5 separate regions of the Zea mays genome follow, and regions 2, 3, 4 and 5 are each linked to region 1. The links are chromatin contacts, called in public Hi-C maps. All regions are on one chromosome and are shown on one strand. Each heading gives the region's core, a stretch centred on a gene start, on an enhancer-like site or on the middle of the called end of the contact. The rest is flanking DNA. Distances are from core to core; before and after follow the strand shown. Region 1 holds the start of LOC100217072 (Chaperone protein ClpB4 mitochondrial). Region 2 holds the start of LOC100272320 (Proteasome subunit beta type). Region 3 holds the start of LOC100279570. Region 4 holds the start of LOC100282434. Region 5 has its middle 54 kb from the start of LOC100275772.

The links. A called contact is a pair of places that touch in the nucleus more often than the background predicts.
Region 2: a Hi-C map of tassel shows a contact between it and region 1, with 7 times the contacts expected there. The contact joins the promoter of LOC100272320 here to the promoter of LOC100217072 in region 1. A contact is called at or near these places in 12 of 25 Hi-C or Micro-C datasets (bundle sheath, ear, endosperm and 5 more) and 2 of 3 datasets of contacts at active chromatin or transcription factors (leaf and seedling).
Region 3: a Hi-C map of tassel shows a contact between it and region 1, with 5 times the contacts expected there. The contact joins the promoter of LOC100279570 here to the promoter of LOC100217072 in region 1. A contact is called at or near these places in 4 of 25 Hi-C or Micro-C datasets (bundle sheath, ear, endosperm and 1 more).
Region 4: a Hi-C map of ear shows a contact between it and region 1, with 3 times the contacts expected there. The contact joins the promoter of LOC100282434 here to the promoter of LOC100217072 in region 1. A contact is called at or near these places in 4 of 25 Hi-C or Micro-C datasets (bundle sheath, ear, endosperm and 1 more).
Region 5: a Hi-C map of leaf shows a contact between it and region 1, with 8 times the contacts expected there. The contact joins the enhancer-like site here to the promoter of LOC100217072 in region 1. A contact is called at or near these places in 2 of 25 Hi-C or Micro-C datasets (leaf and tassel).

The regions. Positions count from the first base shown.
Region 1 is chr5:95,342,886-95,345,585 of Zm-B73-REFERENCE-NAM-5.0, reverse strand. It overlaps LOC100217072 (Chaperone protein ClpB4 mitochondrial), which reads left to right and starts at 1,385. Exons shown (of 10, transcript NM_001359556.1): 1 at 1,385-1,968. The coding sequence starts at 1,672. It overlaps LOC541638 (response regulator 9), which reads left to right. Exons shown (of 6, transcript NM_001111393.1): 5 at 1-323; 6 at 419-749. The coding sequence ends at 472.
Region 2 is chr5:95,667,493-95,670,192 of Zm-B73-REFERENCE-NAM-5.0, reverse strand. It overlaps LOC100272320 (Proteasome subunit beta type), which reads left to right and starts at 1,364. Exons shown (of 7, transcript NM_001146804.1): 1 at 1,364-1,514; 2 at 1,639-1,820; 3 at 1,933-2,040; 4 at 2,404-2,493. The coding sequence starts at 1,509.
Region 3 is chr5:94,905,819-94,908,518 of Zm-B73-REFERENCE-NAM-5.0, reverse strand. LOC100279570 reads right to left here and starts at 1,282. Exons shown (of 2, transcript NM_001152567.1): 1 at 1,002-1,282; 2 at 1-867. The coding sequence starts at 1,166.
Region 4 is chr5:95,728,276-95,730,975 of Zm-B73-REFERENCE-NAM-5.0, reverse strand. LOC100282434 reads left to right here and starts at 1,370. Exons shown (of 10, transcript NM_001155345.2): 1 at 1,370-2,055. The coding sequence starts at 1,848.
Region 5 is chr5:95,075,394-95,078,093 of Zm-B73-REFERENCE-NAM-5.0, reverse strand. No RefSeq gene overlaps it. Among protein-coding and RNA genes, the nearest start is that of LOC100275772, 54 kb to the left of the region's middle. Within about 2 kb of position 1,298, at least 16 of the 20 cell types and tissues checked have an H3K27ac peak or open chromatin away from gene starts, as enhancers often do. A contact at or near this core is called in leaf and tassel, where this site is marked.

The sequences.
Region 1 (2,700 bases), core at 136-2,635:
CGTTCACTCAGGAAGCGGTGCCCTTCGCTTATGGAAGCAGCACGAACTCGAGAGAGATGCTGAATAACAACCTTGCGCTTAGTAATTCAGGCGTCAACTCTACATTGCCGAACCTTCGCATAGACGGTTCTGTTGTTCCAGGGCAGACACTGGGTGGTAGCAATTCAGGTGGTTGTGTTGTCCCCCCTCTGCAAGATGGCAGGATTGATCACCAAGCTGTCAGCAGTCATCTAAACTACAACAACGAACTCATGGGGACAGGTAGGCTGCAAAGGGGACTTAGTGGTGGTCTGGATGACATTGTCGTGGACATGTTTAGGCCGGTATGGTCCTATACATCTTTTTTTTTATATTCGAGAGTAGTTAGCATTACGGCCCCGTATTTTTATGTGAACCATGCGTTTTTTTTTCAATGCAGGACCGCGCAGACGATGGCGTCTCCTTCATTGATGGGGACTGGGAACTGGTCTAGCAAGTTTCAGTTCTCTACATCAAGTCTGCCTTCGTGTGAGATTTTCCGCATTTGTGGTTGTGGAGGGGTTCGGCGCTTGATTGGTCCAAAGTTGTTTATAGTAGCAAGATTGCATCACAAATGCCCTTTGCATTTGGTTTTTCAGTTTAGCGACCAGGTTCCAGTGTCACGTCCGAATATCAACTATGTGGTATTTGCTACCTTAACTCGTATGGCTATGTTTTCAAGTCAGGTGTTAACTGTGGCTATCGTGATATATACAGCATGGTTATGAGCCAAGGAATGCTGTCCTGTTTCCTCTTGGAAATCGTTTTGCTGTTCCCTTTGTTGATTGTCACTGGCAATCTGTTCCAGAAAGATCCCAGCATTCGTCATTTGCAATTTTGCATGATTGCTTGATAGCCTGAGAAATCGAAACATGTTTCCAGCATCGTGGTCAGTCTTGCCGAGACTGAAGTTATAGGCGAAGATCAAGCGTGAACACTGGTTTGGTGACAACCCCACGATCCCCCTCAATACACCGATCCGTCTTAGAGCTTGTTTGGATACTATAGTATTTACTTTAATTTGTATATATTAAAGCCGTTTACGGTGTAAACTAATTTACACTTCAATTCAATTAGTACTTACTTTGATTCACATATATTAAAGCGGTTTACGGTGTAAACTAATTTACCCTCCAATTCACTTTAGTACATATAGATTTTGGTTTACCTTAATACAATCTTCTTGACACCAAACTAGCCCTGTAGTTTGAATGTTTTGGAGTTTATGCGTTTGCAATTTGCAAAAGATTTGGATACTCGCCTTCATCCGCTGCTGCTGCCGAGCAAACGATGCAGCGAAAGTGAAGAACTCGCGCCGAACGCAGTTCTCCATCTTATCTCGACGATGAGTGCCCCCCCTTGAGTCGGCTACGAACGGTATCCGTCGGTTACGGATCAGACGGTTGACGTGCACGGAGGTCGACGAACACCGCATCTAGTAGAAGCTTCTGCAACCTTCCATTCGCTTCGCCTGCGCTGCCGGCACACCTTCTTTCCCCTTCTCCAAGCGTCGCCACTCCTCTCCGCTGTGCCCTCCCAACAACCGTCGCCGCCGCCACAAATAACCGAGCCAGCATCTTCGCGGCGTAACCGCTTGGCCAGTCCAGTGTCCGCAGCAAAGCGCTAAACCCAGACCCAAAACCCTCCGCCACGATGGCGCGCTCCGCCGCGTCCAGGCTAGCGCGCGCAGCCCGCGCGGTTGTGGTCGCCACCAAACGCCGCCAGGGCCCCGGCGTTAGCCGCGAGGTACTCCCGCGGTCCCTCGCGCCGCTCGCGGGTGATGCCTCCGCCTTCGGCGCCACCACGGGGAGGCCGGCGTGGTTTGCCGCGCCTTTGGGGCGGTTTCCCGTCGGGGCCGGCGGAGCTGGGCTCCAGGTGCCGCCGCGCCGGCTGTTCCACTCTACTACGCCCGCTCAGTACAGCGCCGCCGGCACCTCGTCCTCGTCTCAGGTCGGTGCCACTATGTACACCGCTGCCCGTGTCTCTGTTCTTATGCGCCGAGCCGCTGATTGGGTGCCACTCGTGTCGATTTGATTTCGGTCAGTGCTGTAGAGATCTAGCTAACCAAACGGCTGGATTGTAAAGCTCTGGAACGTCGAATGCATGCTGTTCTGCACTTCTGCTGCAAATTCGTAAAGATTCATTGTGTCACGATAACTTTGGATGCTATAATGAATAGGTGTGATACTATTGTGTAGTAGTATGGTGTCACTGATTTCATCCTTTGATCTCCGGAAGTATGGAATGCTGGGGTGATTGATTTGCATAGTTAATAGTCCTATTCCACAATACAAAATCCATAAGCGATGCTGAGATGATGCTTTTAGGTGCTTTCTGTGTTGATGTTGTTGGACTATTGTCTTGCTGTAGCTGTATTTTCATCGTGTTGGTGATTGCATTCTTTTGTTGTTATTAGTTAAACAAGTCAACAGTTTCTAACCTTTGTTTCAAAAGTGTGTACAATCAGTTGGTCCGTCTGTAGATGTAGTTAAACAGTATATCGGAGTGTTATACTTTTACCTATAGGTTCCCACTTGAATAGAGTGTCTCCAACCATGAATTACTATAGATTTCACATGCATCTAGATCTTCGCTTGACTTGCAGTGCTAGGGCAGGTTTGCAAGTGCTCTTTCTTTGTGACAAAAACGTGGGGTGTTTTCTCGAGAGTAAGATATCTTGTT
Region 2 (2,700 bases), core at 115-2,614, 320 kb before region 1:
TTGGTAACCATATTAACATAATTTATTGCAACCGTATTTTTGCAACAAATTACAAATCATTGTAGAATACATAGTAAAATATTTGTGTACAACTAAAAGATGTCGAATATATGAAATGGTCGTTCTCACATATGTCCACAGTAGATCTTTTGGTTCCATTTTTTCGTTCTTTTTTTCTGGTCAGCGGAGACGACAATATATTTCTTCCTAGCATTGTTTGTTTTTTATTGGCGCTATGATGGTAGCAGGCATGACTTCCGTACGAGAGCTGACAGAATAGCGGACGGACAGGAGATGCTAGGTTTGGCCCGTACGAGAGCTAATAGAATAGCGGACGCACAGGAGATGCTAGATTTGGCGGACGCTGGAGCTCCGCTAAATTTTAGCGAACACTTTACATGTGCTTGTTGGAGACATTGAGGACGATGGTACATGCTAAATATAGCGTACCGAATGCTTCAGCGTTTCTTGTTGGAGAGAGCCTTAGGCCCTGTTCGGGAACAAAGTTTTTGAAACCCATAATTTTTACAAATACTACAATATACTTTAGTCATGAGAATACCACAGTTGAAAATACTACAATTTTGGAATTTAGATTCAAACCTAAGTTTACAATATTTTAAAACAACTACAGTACTTGCAATGTTTTAATTTTGAAGACATAGATTTTTAGCTAGCTTGCCAAACACTATTATGTATATAATACTATAGTATTTGAGAATATAACAGTATTTTTTCAAAACTGTGAAAAAACTTCACTCCCAAACATCTTCTTAGGTTGTACAACAGTACTCATATTGATTAACCTGTTACCACGACTCATCATTAGGAGAGCAAACGGATACTTATTCAGATATCAATTTTTTGATCTTTTTTCTTTAATTGTGAATTAATAGAATATAGAATCTATTATACAAATTTATATTCTTGTTTTTAGCATTAAGCTTGTAAATATTTATGAAAGATAAATCTCAAATTTATCATATATCTTCTCAAATAATAGATATAAATTTTGGATACGGATATTTTTCACTTTTTTGGTTGTAAGGAGCAAATAATGTATAAATAATTTATATATAATATTTTATCATTTATAATAATATGCTTCATAACATAAAAAGATCAACATCAAATTTCATACATATCTATTTTAAAATATTAAATTTATCCTAACAATTCTAATATCCGTTTACACCCTACTCATCATGATGAAATTCACGATCACTCTGATGGGCTCCGCGCAAGCGAGGGCCTCTTTCGAGCATTTGCAACTCTTCACAGTCAGTGCAATAGTGAATAATGGGCCTTCCGTCAAAAAGGTCTGGAACGAGCTGGTTACCTCTTCAGAGCCCATAGTCCGGATAGGCCCAGCATCCAGTCACAGTCCGGAGTCCGGTTGGTACTCCGCAAGTTCGTTTTTTTTACGCCGGCGGAAATCAACCTGCGCCGCTGCCTTCTCCGTTCTCGCCGTCGCCTCCGCCTCCGCTGCCGCCGCGCAGGTCAGGGTCATGTCGGTGAGTGCCCTCCGGAGCCCTAGTTTCCAACCTCCGCTTCTCGCTCCGTGTGCTCTGAGATCCTAGCTTTGTCAACTCATGGTCACGCCCCGCCTCGCTCGGCTGCTCGTTTCTTGGTGCTCAGATCTTCGAGTACAACGGGAGCGCCGTGGTGGCGATGGTGGGGAAGAACTGCTTCGCGATCGCCAGCGACCGCCGCCTCGGCGTGCAGCTGCAGACGATCGCCACCGACTTCCGACGGGTGTTCAAGGTCCACGACAAGCTCTACATCGGGCTCTCGGGGCTCGCCACCGACGCCCAGACGCTGTGGGTGTCCCGGATCCTCGATTCGTTTGGTTTCGGCGCTCCGTTTTGGAGACGGGGACCGTACATGGTTTATGATTTGGGTTTGATGCATGTCGTTGTCCTCTTTGTGCAGGTATCAGCGGCTGGTGTTCAGGCACAAGTTGTACCAGCTGATGGAGGAGAGGGACATGAAGCCCGAAACCTTTGCCAGCCTTGTTTCAGCCCTCCTCTATGAGAAAAGGTGACAAACCCACAATTTTTGACAGATTCATTTGTAGGCATGGTGTATCTGTGATTTCCTTGGTGTGCATGGAGGTAAATCACATTCACATGCCGAATGAAGGATACCCTGGAAATGTGAACTGTGAAGTACTAATGTCGTTATCTCCACTTCAGAAATTGAGAACCATTGGGCTTTTGGGAGGCCAGTATTTGAATGCTTCTCCGTGCTCTGCTGGCTGATATTAAGCTTATGCTATTCACTTATTTCTCGGTTATCTTAAGGAAGTGTGCTGTTTCGGATATTTGTGTGGATTCAGTCTGCTGTTTGTCACCTTACATATCCTTTTTCGAACCTCTGACAGAAGTATTTTGTCATATGTAGGTTTGGACCATACTTCTGCCAACCAGTTATTGCTGGCCTAGGAGACAACGATGAGCCGTTTATATGTACCATGGACTGCATTGGTGCCAAGTATGTATCAACTAATCTTCAGTTTATCTTTCTTGATTTTTTCCACACTGCTGTTATTTTCTTGTTTGAAATTTCTTTTAAAAAATTATACAACCTAGGAGGAGCTAGTTGATTATTGATTTGCATTAAGAAGAAAATAAACACCCAGTTCAAGTTGAACTGGACTCGAACCTAGATGGTGGGGTCTACTTTGTGTGCCCACAACTC
Region 3 (2,700 bases), core at 33-2,532, 440 kb after region 1:
CGGCGACATCTCGAAGAGCCGGCCGGACAGCGCGGTGACGAACGCCGCCTTGAAGCTGGGGTCCCGCGTCAGCGTCATGGCCATCTGCTCCGCGAGGTTCCGCCGGATGAGCTCCGACGCCGCCGCGGCCACGGGCGGCTCGCATTTCACCGCGCCAACCGCCTGCTGCTGCTGGTGCTGCTGGACCTGCTGGTGGTGGAGCGGCGCCGGAGCGGCGGCGACCGGCCTCGGCGGCGACGGCGGCTTCTTGCTGGCGCCAGGGCTGGAGCCGTCGTGCGGCGCCTGCGCCTGTGGCGGGGGCTGGCCGTGGTTGTGGTCGCCCTCGTACGTGGCGACCAGGATGGTGGGGTCGTCGGCGCTGCGCTGCACCTTCTTCTTGACTGGGCAGGCCGGGGCGAAGGAGCAGCGGAAGTAGGCCCGCGGGCAGGGGTTGTCCTTGGTAACCTTCTGCCCGTACTTGCGCCACTGGTACCCGTCCTTGACCACCAGGCTGAGGTCGGCCGGGTCGGCGTGCACGTGCAGCTTCGACACCCTGGGCTTGCACTCCGCCTCCCGGATGCGCTTGCACGGCTCGCCCGAGGTGCACTCCGTCTGGTCCGGCGCCACCGCCGGGTAGTGCTGGTGCAGTAGCTGCTGCGCGGGCGGCGCGGTGTCCGTGCTCTCGCTCTTGCGCTTCCGCGACGGCGACACGGACCCGCCCTCCGACGTGGACGACGGGTGGTTCCCGCAGGCCGTGGCCGCCGCGGCCACCATCTCCGTGTACTGCCCCCGCAGCGCCTCGTACTTGGAGGCCACCTCGGCCAGCGCCTCCGCCAGGCGCCGGTTCTCCTCGCCCATCCGCTGCAGCTCCGTCTCGAGAGCCGCGACCTGGGATCAAATCAAGGGGACAGTCCGTTAGAGTCTTTGCTCGTCGTCACGCCCGCCGTCTCCGTCCAGTCCAGGTGGGGTGGGTGCATGCTTGCGTCGCACATAGGATCGGAGTGTAGTGTATATATGCGTACCTCTGGTTCTTTCTTTGGAGGCGGCAGGAGGAAGTTCTCCTCGACGAGCAGCTTGGGCCTGGGCAAGGCGACGGCCACCGGCGCCTGGTGGTGGAGGCTGAGCGGCGGCAGGCCGACGCGCAGGTCAAGGCTCAGAGAAGGCTGGCTGCTGATCCATGGATCCATCTGCTGACTGCTTCCTTCTTCCACCTCGGTGTCCAGGTCGACAAGAGACGTGTAGAGCGGTCGACGGAGAAGAGAACTTGGAGAGTAGAGAGAGGAGGAAGAGGAGTAGAGACGCTTGAGAGTTGGAGTGGCGATTGCTCGGGACATGGCGTGATTTATATAAGGACTGGGGACTGGGGGACTCGACGACCCGGCCGGGAATATCGAAGGAGGATGGTCCGTCCGGGCGGTCTCATCGGCTAGAAGAAGAGAGAGAGAGAGAGAGAGAGAGAGAGAGAGAGAGAGAGAGAGAGAGAGAGAGAGAGAGAGAGAGAGAGAGAGAGAGAGAGGCGCTGCCAGTGCCAGCCCAGCGCACGTCGCCATCACTCGCACACGCGCCTGTCCTCTTCTCCGGTCGCGCGGCGATCGAATCAGCAGCTGAGCTGAGGCGAGACGAGAGACCGCATAAACAAACAAGGGGCCGTGGAATTCGCGCACGCGAATGTGGCGGGGGAATACTGCTGCTACAACTACTAGAAGAATAGGCGAGTGGTGGGGCCCGGGGCGGGGGTCGGAGGACGACGACGACGAAGCGCACTGGAGGTTGCCGATGGACCAGCAGGAGAAGACGTGACTGACCGTGATGGCGACGCCGACGCCGTGGCCTCTGCCTCTCTGCTGAAATATTTTTTTTCAGTGCTGGTACGCCTATTTGTCACGAGTCGGGTGGGACGGAGGCGGGTGAGCGAAGCCTTGGTTGGCCTCGGATAGCATGTCGGCCTGCGGATGAGCCGCGAGAGGATGACGGCGATGGTCGCCTGCAGGTTGGGTGGCGGTGGCTCCGGAAGTCAAGAAAATACACCACCACACATGCCTAGGAAAGATCGGCGGGGGGACCAATTGACGACTTTAGCTTGTTGACCAGCCTTTCTGGTCGGAAGAGCGAGAGCCTGGTAGTGGTAGCTTAGTTAGCACTAATTAATCCGGCAGATTTTAGACTTTCTCTGTTTCTGTTTTCTAAACAAACTTTTTTTTACAAAAAAAAGAAAAGAAAAAAGAGAGAGAAGAGCATGCGCATGTGGTGGTACTGCTGGTAGCTCTAGTCTAGGTGAGGGAAAGGTCGCTCCTGATGGCTGCGGCTTAATTTCCTTGCTAGGTGAGCTCCGGAGGCCCAAACTAATGGAATCAGAATAATCCGGCGAACTAGCTACCAACAAGTAAGTAGTATATACGTATCGCCGTGCCGCCGCCGTTGCCTAATTCTGACTGACCAAACATCCTTTCATAGTGCTCGCCGCACGGGGGGCGAGGATCAGTACGTACTTGCACCGTTTCTTTATGACCACCTTTGTTGCCGAGGTTTTTGATTGATTAGGCCGCCGTATGTAAGCAGAAGCGCTGTTCTTCTTTTGACTGACACGTCGCATGCAGGCGCGCGGCTTGTCGTTACCTTTGCGTTCTAGTACTTGTGCAGAGGTTTCTACAAAGATTTTGCGAGACCGGACCTGGAAATCCGTCTGTCTGCTGTCTTCGTTTCCGCAAGGCGTACAACTGT
Region 4 (2,700 bases), core at 121-2,620, 390 kb before region 1:
CCTGAATATCCGGTGACGCACCGGACATGTACTGTTCAGTGTCCGGTGCGCCAGTATGGGCACGCCTGACTTCTGCGCGCGCAGTGCGCGCATTAAATGCTCTGCAGGTAGCCGTTGGCGCGAAGTAGCCGTTGCTCCGAGGATCCACCGGACAGTCCGGTGCTCACCGTACATGTCCGGCGAATTATAGCGGAGCAGCCTTCGTGAAATCCCGAGGCTGGCGAGTTTCTGAGCCGCGTTCCGTTGGAGCACCGGACACTGTCCGGTGCACACCGGACAGTCCGGTGAATTTTAGCGGAGTCGCCTCTGGAAATTCCCGAAGGTGACGAGTTTGAAGTCTGAGTCCTCTGGTGCACCGGACATGTCCGGTGGCACACCGGACAGTCCGGTGCGCCAGACCAGAGGTGCCTTCGGTTATCTCTTGGCTCTTTTGTCAAACCACTACTTGGTCTTTTTATTGGCTAAGTGTGAACCTTTGGCACCTGTATAACTTATACACTAGAGCAAACTAGTTAGTCCAATATTTGTGTTGGGCAATTCAACCACCAAAATTAATTAGGGACTAGGTGTAAGCCTAATTCCCTTTCAAGTTCAAAACAGAGCTAGGCTATGAGCTAAACTTTTATGATGTGTTTGGATTGCAGCAGCATCTAGTCTAGAGTGGAATCATCCATCATGGGTTTAGAGACGAGAAGGACGAAGTCATCCGATATTTTTTCGAGGAACCAGCTCGTTCGTCAACTTACGCTTGCAGGGAAGACCACGAAGGATAGCTTGACGACGGATCGGTTCACCTCGTGACACAAACCAAACAGAACATCCAAGTTCGGATTTAGGTTCGGATGATTCAGGATGAGTCTATTCGTCAATCCAAACGTGTCGTTAAGTTGTGCTTTTGCTTTTGTTTTAGATGATCATACGCACAAGAGCTGTCGACTATATTAAAAAAAGGAAAGAAAAAAAATCTCCAGCTACATAATATAACAAAGCAACGATATGTATATAAACTTGGAAAGGATCAAATATAAACGACCGAAGATAATTGATCTATATTATCCACCGGACACAACCATCCCCTTATTTTAGTCAATGTAAACAGCATTATTTTGCTTGCTGATTATTGTAGCACTGTAGCTGCTGTACCGTGGCGGAAGTTCACTCGGCGGAGGGGACGGGGCCGATGCCCGATAGGACCGTGTCGTGCAGAGCAGCTGCAGGCTGCATCATCACCTGCACGGAAACTGAGGTTGGTGCGCGCGGCAGCACAGCGCATGCGGCGGCATTACCCGCAGGCCGAGGCGAGGGGCGATCGCCATCCACAGCAGCGGGCCTGCGGTGCCTTTTCGCAACTGCCACATGACAATTGGGGCAAGCTGCCCTCCTTTGCTCCACGCGACCACCAACCTTTTACAAGAGCCTGTGAGCTGAGCACCGCCCGTCCCTCTCCTCCTATACCCCCTGAGGACTTTACCGGGCTACCATTCCTGATCCCTCCCTCCCCCTCTCCTCTTCTTGTCGCCGTCTCCCTGCAGCGTTACGCTGGCGGAAAAGAAACGGAGCGAGCGAGATCAACTGGCGGCTCAAGAAACCAGAGGGAGGAGTGAGTGCACGCAAGGGTCAGAGAAGAGCCGAGAGAGCGCGCAGCAGTGCAGTGGTGCTGTATCCGCTGCATTCTTCCTCCCCCTTTGGATTCCCTGACTCGCATGGTATCTGGTCAGAAAGGCACAGGCTTTAGTGTGCCCGTTGCTGTTGTAACGCCCCTGTCTGCTCCTGCGGAGGAGAGGTGCGCGAGACGAGAGACGCGGGAAGGAGAGGGACGGAGGCGGGGAGGAGTAGTGGTGAAGTCAATGCCGCCGCCATCGCCGCTCCTCCGTTCCTCCGCCTTCGTCGTCTTGCTGCTCCTGGTGTGTCGCCCGTTGTTGGTCGCCAATGGGAGGGCCACGCCGCCTTCTCCGGGATGGCCACCGGCGGCTCAGCCCGCGCTGCAGCCTGCACCCACCGCCAGCGGCGGCGTGGCCTCCGTGCTTCCTTCGGCCGTGGCGCCTCCTCCCTTAGGTAGGCAGTAGGCTGGAATGCTGTATCAAAACCTCGCGCTTCTTCTTCTTCTTTTGCGGGGTTTCAGTGTGTTTTTGAAGTAATGTTCCTGGGTTCTTCATCCTCGCTGAAGCAAAATTGCGCCTTTTGGTCGCAATTTGCTCATTTTTTTTGGTGGGGACTGGGGAGGCGAAATTTAGTGCTCATTTGGTGGGCAAACCACGTTATAAATCGTAGGGCGAAAATCGTCGGGATCATATTCTATTATTACAAGTTTTTGAGCGTATACTGGGATAGTCTATTACAAGTTGCACAGAAAACGCGGATCATTCGTTTTCGGATTTTCCATTCAGGAAGTTGAATCTACTGGAGTTTCATTTGCTTATTCAACTCTAATAATCCTATTCAACTCTATAAGGAAACAGTCGACTGCGTCAATAATATTGTCGTATATAACTCAATTGCAGAAAATATATGTTCTTCCTTTCGGAGTTTATTAAGGAACCGTGTCACCTTTGAAACTCCAAATTTACCTAGTTCAGTTTGGTTTCGAAGCATCCATATTTCTGCGACGCCCGAATGAATTTTGCTGTGTTCATCATCATTCATTAATTTGTACTCCTAATATACATACAAAGTGCGCCAGTGTCTAAAACCACCTACCTG
Region 5 (2,700 bases), core at 49-2,548, 270 kb after region 1:
ACGCTCGTATCGTAGTCCTTCTATGCCCATGCGTCGCCCCACCGAGGGCTCCTGTCGTGTCGTTGTTAGTCAGTTTCCGCTACGAACTATCCTGCACCTGTGCATATATGTTGCTTAGTTGACGTGTTATATGTTACTTGGTGAGCATATAAACTATAACTAGCAGATATTACAATGTTATATGTTATATAAATTTCTACTAATATAAGAGAGTGTTTGGTTTAGCTTTCTGAACCAGATTTCCTGCCAAAAATCTAGATTCTCAATCAAACGAGTACAATAGTAAAATAGATTGCTAAAAATGTACTAATTTCTCTAGTTCAATTCAGAATAACCTTCTACCTTAGATTTTCTAGATTTCTGTCATTCATGTTACAAAACTTTCATGTTCTTATAGAATCTATAGTTGATATTTGTTTTAACCAAACAAATTTTAGTTTTTTTACAATCATCAGCTCACAACAGATTTCTCGCATCTCATAGTTATAATCAAATTTTCAGGATTCTATATCTGAACCAGACAGACTGGGGTGCCAAAGATTAGAACCCTACCCACTCGGTTTGAGGTGTTTGGCTTCTACCACCGTAACTTATGTATGTTTGTGTTATATGAAGAAGTGATATTGTAACTATATAGTAATAATTTTAAAATAAGAAACATAATCGTGTTTGAATAAATATCTCATTTGAGCAAAGTCTATTTATATGATATATAGAAACCTTATTAATGTATGGGCAACTAACTAGTATATAATAATATGGCAGAAAGGCCCTCTTAACCAAAATTCCTGGCTCCGCCACCGAATTAGTACTTAATTGTTTATAGTTGAATTATTGTTTAAAAGTCCTTAATGTAGAAAACCCATGAGTGACCTAAAACCCACCTGAAACCCGACGAGTTCGGGTACGGGTTTGGAATTACACCCGTGGGTATGATCGTGAGTGGGTTTAGTTAGACTTCACATATGCGACCGTGGATAGATTTTTCTCCACCCAGCTCGAATCCGAACCATTGTCATTCCTAGATACAAAGAGACAAAAATATGGGTAGACTTATCTTGTTATTATTACGAAACGAAAGAGTACATGTTCGTATTAGCCCACTTAATCCTGGGGTAACACTGCTGCCCACGATATTTGTTCTCCTTTTTCTTTACTTCTACTTTTGGGTCGAGCCCACATTCGTTTTTCTTAACTTTTTGGGCCAATGCCACATTCGTTGCCATAGAGAGACTGTTGGGCCGTAACCTTCTTGCCCCTATACACGGTCTTACATGGGCTGATTCATTGTCATGGAGTGACTGCTGGGTCGTAAGCTTCTTGCCCAACACACAATCTTTTTTCGGCTGATATTGTCGGGTTGCAGCGGTCCTCAATTGGAAAAAAGCTCCAAGTTTATGAGACTACTTGAGCTAGAAGCGGTTCGACTCCCGAGCCTTAGATGAGCCAAATGAAGTTAGTTTTGTTGAGAAACCCTAATAAAAGGTTATGTGGGTAAATACCGAATATACTCTTGAGTGGTCTCACGTCTCTATATAAAGAAGCCTATACCCCTCATAATATGAGAACGACAAAAAGAGACCAGAGACTCAATCCTACATATTGTGTCTTGTGTGTTCTCTGAGTGTATGGATTGCTAGGAAAGAGAACGAGGTTATATAACTTCTCGCGCTTCTACTGGTGACGGGAGCGAAGAAAGCGGATCTAGTGATACGTGGTAACATAGTTCTCAACAAGTTTTTGGGCTTTTGTTATGTAGCTAGAGTCGAGCCAGCTCGTTCAAGCTCTTGAGCTGGCTCACGAGCTAGGTCCAAATTGATTTAATAGAGACTAAGAGCCCAAAAATTTGGATACACAAATCTACTTAATTTTTTTTCATTATATGTTATCTACATTGCTCGATCAATTGATTTTACTTAGCCTATGCTTTATTATTCATGTGCATTGCCTATACTAGTTATCTTCTCTAGAATCAAGAAGCAAAGCAGGCCGACTTGCATGCCAGAGTCAAGCCTCTACCTCGAGATCGTAGAAACGTTAAATCTAACCGAGCTCAGCCTGCTCATGCATCGAGTCGAGCTGAGTCTGGCTCTTTTACAGCTCTAGTCCCCATTTAATTGTCATCCCTGCTCGTCACACCCGGTTTTGGACGACAAACCGAATGTAAATCATGTACGTGCCAGGATTAGAAATTCACGTACACAGCGATTACATAATTGGACATTATTACACATAGCTCAAAATAATAGCGGAAATAAGTACTTATTACATCATGATGTCCAAGACATCCACAGAGTCATTAACTTAACATAGATCAAAGTGCGAACACGAAACATAGTACGATAAGGCCTTCACAGGCAGCTGACTGGGGGTTCACCACTAAACACAACTATAATTCGTCGAAGTCCTGAAAGTCCTCCATGTTGCCTTCATCTTCTCCTGAGCACTTATTGCAATAGGGACAACCTGATGTTGGGTGGTTTTTAAAGCAAGGGTGAGTACACATCAACGTACTCAGTAAATGTCCCGTTTGGCTAAAGTGGACTAGCTGTATGTGGAATTAAGCTTGAATCAGTTGCTTTTAGTTGGTCAGGTATTTATTACTAAATAGAAAACCAAGTTTTAGTAATAAACCCAAGTTATTACCCAAATGGCACTCCCTCAAAGAGGAAATACCAAAATACCATAGTTATAATCGTC